Regions from separate parts of the Sus scrofa genome. Here region 2 is linked to region 1. A link is a contact called in public Hi-C data. All regions are on one chromosome and are shown on one strand. Each heading gives the region's core, a stretch centred on a gene start, on an enhancer-like site or on the middle of the called end of the contact. The rest is flanking DNA. Distances are from core to core; before and after follow the strand shown. Region 1 holds the start of LOC100513982 (retinol dehydrogenase 12-like). Region 2 holds the start of MOGS (mannosyl-oligosaccharide glucosidase).

What was found. Hi-C and Micro-C count contacts between places; a contact is called where the count stands out from the background.
Region 2: a Hi-C map of skeletal muscle shows a contact between it and region 1, with 4 times the contacts expected there. The contact joins the promoter of MOGS here to the promoter of LOC100513982 in region 1. A contact is called at or near these places in 3 of 5 promoter capture datasets (fetal liver and liver), 25 of 47 Hi-C or Micro-C datasets (adipose tissue, alveolar macrophages, blood and 13 more) and 2 of 2 datasets of contacts at active chromatin or transcription factors (alveolar macrophages and skeletal muscle).

The regions. Positions count from the first base shown.
Region 1 is chr3:68,622,645-68,625,568 of Sscrofa11.1, forward strand. LOC100513982 (retinol dehydrogenase 12-like) reads left to right here and starts at 1,466. Exons shown (of 6, transcript XM_005662442.3): 1 at 1,466-1,709; 2 at 1,891-2,130; 3 at 2,409-2,498. The coding sequence starts at 1,532. It overlaps C3H2orf81 (chromosome 3 open reading frame, human C2orf81), which reads left to right. Exons shown (of 4, transcript NM_001244876.1): 4 at 1-781. The coding sequence ends at 709.
Region 2 is chr3:68,576,653-68,579,576 of Sscrofa11.1, forward strand. It overlaps MOGS (mannosyl-oligosaccharide glucosidase), which reads left to right and starts at 1,555. Exons shown (of 4, transcript XM_003124990.3): 1 at 1,555-2,064; 2 at 2,252-2,478. The coding sequence starts at 1,713.

The DNA of each region.
Region 1 (2,924 bases), core at 216-2,715:
GAAAGCCTACCGCGGGTGCCTGCAGAGCCGGAAGACCGAGGCCCCGGCCGGTCCGCAAGCCCCCGGTCCCGACGTCCGCGTCTCCCCATCAGTATTCTACCCTCTCCCGCCTGGCGTTCCTTTCCGAGCCTTGGCCCCCGGCCGCAGACTCCAATTCCCCACTTTAAGCTCAGGCCTACCATCGCCAGGCTTTGGTTCAAAGCTGCCCTTCCCCAGTTCCAGGCTCCGCTTTCCCATCACACACTCGGTGCTCCCAGATGTGGCCCACAGTCCTAGTCCCAAACTATGGCCAGGTGCCAAGTGGCCCAGCGGCTGGGAAGGGGAGGCCGAATTGCTGGGCGAGCTGTGGGCCGGCCGCACCCGCATACCTCCTCAGGGCCTGGACCCTGGGTACCGGGAGAGCCAGGATCCTCACAAGTGGCCTCATCCCGCGCCCCAAGTTCTTGAGGCCACATCCCAGGTGATGTGGAAGCCGATGTTGCTGCCTGAAGCCTTAAAGTTGGCTCCTGGTGTGAGCATGTGGAACCCAACCACCCAGGAGCTGCTCAGCTCTGCTGAACCTCAACAGGAGGACAAAAAAGGCAGCACCTCTCCTCCCATCCACACAGGTGCCCCAGAACCACAGGTGACTGTGGCACAGATCGTGAACAACTCAACGCCCAAAATGTGGTCACTCCCCTTCAACCACCTGCTCCATTATGAGCCCTGAACCTCAGGCGGTGGGACTCCTACCCTCCTTCTGTCTACTTGCTGGAAATAAACACCTGAGTTGTCTTAGGAATTGGCCTGTGTCTCTGTCAGTTTCTTCCAAGTGTGTGTTCTCACTGAACTGGAGAGGTCAGGGATATAGAACATTGGCTCCAGGGGTAATTGCATGACTATGCTTAGGAGACTCTGCTTTAGGGCCAGAGAGGCTGAGGCATTCTAGAGAATCATCCCCCTCTCCACCAAGGAGCACATATAAGGGTTGCAAGTAGAGTCTGCCTCAGTTTAGAGAACTTAGAGATTGTCCTTCCACTAGGGGGGAGGAAGTGATTCAGGACATGAGGAATTTGGGAGATTCCTGGTGGTGTAGCGGGTTAAGGATCCCTTGTCCCTGTAGCAGCTCAGGTTGCTGCTGTGGCTCACATTCCACCCCTGGCCCAGGAACTTCTACATGCCATGGATGGTGGAGAAAAAAAAAAAAAAAAGACCTGAATTTGATTTCCAGTCTCTGGAGCTCTGTCAATTCACCTTAAAGTGCAAATCCAAGTTTCACTGGGAGGCAAATTTGAACCTATTCTGGGAAGCCCTGACTCTCCTGATCTTTGACTTGAACCAGCATTGGAGTGAGGCAATTGGGTAGCTAGGGAAAACAATTTAAGGAGGAATTCACTTTCACTTTCAAACGGGGTGCTTGAACACATCCAAGTATGCGTGCCTCCTTAAATTTTGTGCCTAGTACTCTACAACAACCTTTTGGCTAGTCCTTATTTGTTTTCCCACTCTCCCAGTGGGCAGCACTTCCAGTGGCAGGCCAGCATTCTCTGCCATGTCTCTGTGGTCTCTGCTCAGCAGCCCTGTCTGGGGTCTTGGCTTTGTCCTCCTCATTCTGGTCCCTCTGCTTAGACTAGGTGTACAGATCTGGTATAAGATCCATCTTTGGGACCTCCAAGGCTGCTCCACAGATCTGACTGGGAAGACAGCGGTGGTGACTGGAGCCAACAGTGGTGAGTGCTCTTCCAACCCTGACACCTCCCTAAGGACCCTAGCCTCCAACAGCCTCAACAGGGAGGGCAGGAGGAGGACCAGCACCCACTATCAGAAACTTTGTCCCCCCCCAACCCCCCTTGCTCCACTGTCCTCTGGTGACTCCCCAGACTAGCCTTCTCTGAAGCTGCCTTCCCACAGGCATTGGGAAGGCTGTGTCCCAGGAGCTGGCTCGTCGCGGAGCACGTGTGATCCTGGCCTGCCGTAGCCGTGAGCGTGGACAGGGAGCCCTGACTGAGATACAAGCAGCCACCAGGAGCAACCGCCTCCTGCTTGGTGGGGTGGACCTGAGCTCTATGGCCTCCATCCGGAGCTTTGTTCAGTGGCTTCTGCGAGAGTCTCCTGAGATACATCTACTGGTTAACAATGCTGGTGTCTCTGGTATGTGCCTTGATTTGCTTCCCCTCAACACATTTCTGGAGCCTCCTTTCTTGCTCAGGTATCCTCCAAGCCTAACCTGTACATCCCATGGAAATACTAATTCAGACACTATCCTAAAAAGTCTACCTTAAGTTATAGCCTCAAACATCATTGCCTCCATCTTCAGCATACATGCTCCTGTGGCATTTCCACTGAACCCCAATATATTCTCCCCAGATTTTGTCTTCCTCAGAGTTGTCACTCCATCACCCACCACCTACATTTTCATCTCCTTCCAGGATTCCCAAGAACACGTACCCCGGAGGGTCTTGATCTCACCTTTGCCACCAACTACATTGGGCCTTTTCTGCTCACAAATCTGCTCCAAGGTAAGGAAGGATGGGTGCTTACCTTCTGTGCTGCCCACGCTTCTCCATTCCCCCGGTGTTTTCGAGGCTTACTGTCTCACCTCTTTTCCCTTGGCACCTGGACACTTGCTGAGTGATGACCTCGGATGCTTTTCCTAGACACAACAGGGAACCCACCAGGCACCAGTCAGGATTAGAAGGCTGGTAATGGAATCACTCAGCCCCAGATATAACCAGTGAGAGGATATAAGATCGACATCCCACCTCTCCTCCCCCCAGCTCTGAGTTCTAGGCAGCCCAGTAGAGTCAGTCATCTCAACAAAACGTCTTGAGGGTGGCACTAGGCCAGTGGGATTAAGGTGGTTTGGGTTTTTCAGGGAGGGGGGCAGTGGGCAGCAGGCACATTCTCCCTAATATTTTCTCTGGATTGTCTAATCGCCTCTTGAA
Region 2 (2,924 bases), core at 305-2,804, 46 kb before region 1:
CAGCAGGAATTCCTGAAAATATCTTTTATGTTGAACTGTTGGTGAGAAATAAGTAACTATGAATCTGAGTTGCATCTATGAACCACCATCAAATGTAATGTTCAGGAGTTCCCATCGTGGAGCAGTGGGAACAGAGTAACCATGAGGTTTCAGGTTTGATCCCTGGCCTTGCTCAGTGAGTTAAGGATCCAGCATTGCTGTGAGCTGTGGTGTAGGTCGCAGGCTCCACTCGGATCCCATGTTGCTGTGGCTCTGACATAGGCCGGTGGCTACAGCTCTGATTACACCCCTAGCCTGGGAACCTCCACATGCTGCCGGTGCAGCCCTAGAAAAGGCAAAAAGACAAAAAAAAAAAAAAAAAAAAGGTAATGTTGACACTTCTTGGCCAGTGTGAGGTGCAGACGCTGCCTCCTTGCTACCTACTTCCTACAGCCTTCCCTGACCTGGATATAAAATTACCTTTGCTTCCTGGATTGTAGAAAAGGGGGTGGGGGTGGGAAGTACATGCATCACCACTATGGTCCTTTTAGGGTTCATCTAGATAATTAATTCTAGACTGTGTGGAGATACTACCTATCTAAAGTCACAGGGACGCTTAGAGACACTGCTGGAACAGTTCTTAGGCTTCTTCCTGGGAACACTCCATTAGGCAAGAAGGCATGGGTGTGGACTATATGATGCAGCCTGATTCAGTTATAGCTAAGCTCCAAGCTAAACACTTCCTAGCTCTGTGGCCAGGGCCAAGTTATTTGAACTTTTTTTTTTTTGTCTTTTTGCCTTTTCGAAGGCCACTTCCTGCGGCATATTTCCCAGGCTAGGGGTCGAATCAGAGCTGTAGTCACCGGCCTACGCCAGAGCCACAGCAACTCGGGATCCAAGAGCCGTGTCTGCAACCTACACCACAGCTCAAGGCAACGCCGGATCCTTAACCCACTGAGCAAGGCCAGGGATTGAACCCGCAATCTCATGGTTCCTAGTCGGATTCGTTAACCACTGCGCCACGACGGGAACTCCACTTGAACTTTCTAAGCCAGTTTTCTGCCACCTGAGAGGGGTGATGTGGGGAGCAGTTAAATGTTTTTGTTTTGTTTTTAAGGCTGCAACTGTGGCAGATGTAAATTCCTAGGCTAGGGGTTGAATCAGAGCTGCAGCTGCAGAGGTACACCACAGCCACATCAACACCCATCCAAGACGCATCTGGGACCTACTGGGCGCCAGACGCTTAACCCACTGATTGAGGCCAAGGATCGAACCCGCATCCTCTCATGCCAGGTTCTTAACCCACTGAGCCATAAGGGAAACTCCCAAGGTGTTTCGTTTTTGTTTTTGTAGGAACAGTTAAATGTAAAACACTCAGGATAGCGTCTCAGGCTCTTAATATACAGTCGTTATTAAAAGAAAAAAAAAAAGAAATGCGAGATTGGTTTTTCCTACTAGCCTGTGAACTCCATGACAACGCCAGATAATCGCCCATCAGTGAAGGCGGCCCAGCGGGCCCACTCCGGGGATGGCAGTTCCGGGCTGTGGGGCTCAGCCTGACGTGGCGGGGCGGGACTTCCGGCGAGAGAAGGAAGCGGAGCGGGAGGCACCGGCCGGCAGGTGCCGCTGACAGATCAGTGGTCGCCCGGCGCGGCGCGGGAGCGGAGGCGAGGCAGGACCCCGGCTCCGTTGCCGCTTCTCTGGGCGCCCTCGACCCTGACCTCCGTGCCAGGATGGCTCGGGGCGAGAGGCGGCGCCGCGGGGCGCCGGCGGACGGAGCGCGGACCGCTGAGAGGGCGGCTCGAGGCGGCCCCGCGCGACGGGATGGCCGAGGCGGCAGCGCCCGCGGCGCAGTTCGGGGGGTGGCTCTGGCGGTCCTGGTCCTATCTCTGGTCCTGGGCCTGTCGGGATCCTGGCTGCTGGCTTGGCACCGTGTGCGGCGGGCGGTCACGCTGCACTCCGCGTCCCCGGCGCTGCCTCCCGACTCTTCCAGCCCTTCTGTAGCTCCGGACCTCTTCTGGGGGACCTACCGCCCTCACGTCTACTTCGGCATGAAGACCCGCAGCCCGCAGCCCCTCCTCACCGGTAACCTGGACCTGGGGCGGGCAGGCACGCGGGCACTTAATCTGGGCGCCCCAGCTTCGCGCCAGAGCCAGGGTGGTGAGGAGCGGATCAGGAGACTTACGAAGAGGGATAACCCTGGAGTTCTCAGCGACCCAGAGGGATAGGTCCTCTGCATGCTCTTTGACTTACGTGGCCCTTCTACCCCCAGGACTGATGTGGGCGCAGCAAGGCACCACCCCAGGGACCCCTAAGCTCAGGCACACGTGTGAGCAGGGGGACGGCGTGGGTCCCTATGGCTGGGAGTTCCACGACGGTGTCTCCTTCGGGCGGCAACACATCCAGGATGGGGCCTTAAGGCTCACCACTGAGTTCGTCAAGAGGCCTGGGGGTCAGCACGGAGGGGACTGGAGCTGGAGAGTGACTGTAGAGCCTCAGGTCAGGGCCCGCAGGACACCCTTCCCCCAACCCAGCCTCCCTCCACCCTTCCTTTGCTGCCAGCAAAAACGGGATAAAGTGGGGGTTAATAGCAGGGGCTCTGAGTCCTGCTGCCTGGTTTGAATCTGTTGCCTGTATGACCATCTCTTGTTACTGTCTCTAAGCCTTGGTTTTCTTGTCTGTAAAATGGAAACCAAAACAGCACCTAACTCCCAGGATTGTAAGAATTAAAGGAAATGACATGCAGAGTTTTCAGCATAGTCCATGGCACAAAAGTACTATTATTTCCCAGAGAACCCTGTGCAAAGCTTTCTCTCATCCCCCTGGTGCTCACCCTCAGTGACTCTCAACACTGCCAAATGTTACATTGTTTACTAGGTTGCTTTTGCCTGGTGTCCCTTTCCCTTACTAAGGCTGATTCTCAGGGGCGAGACTGCTCACCTAAT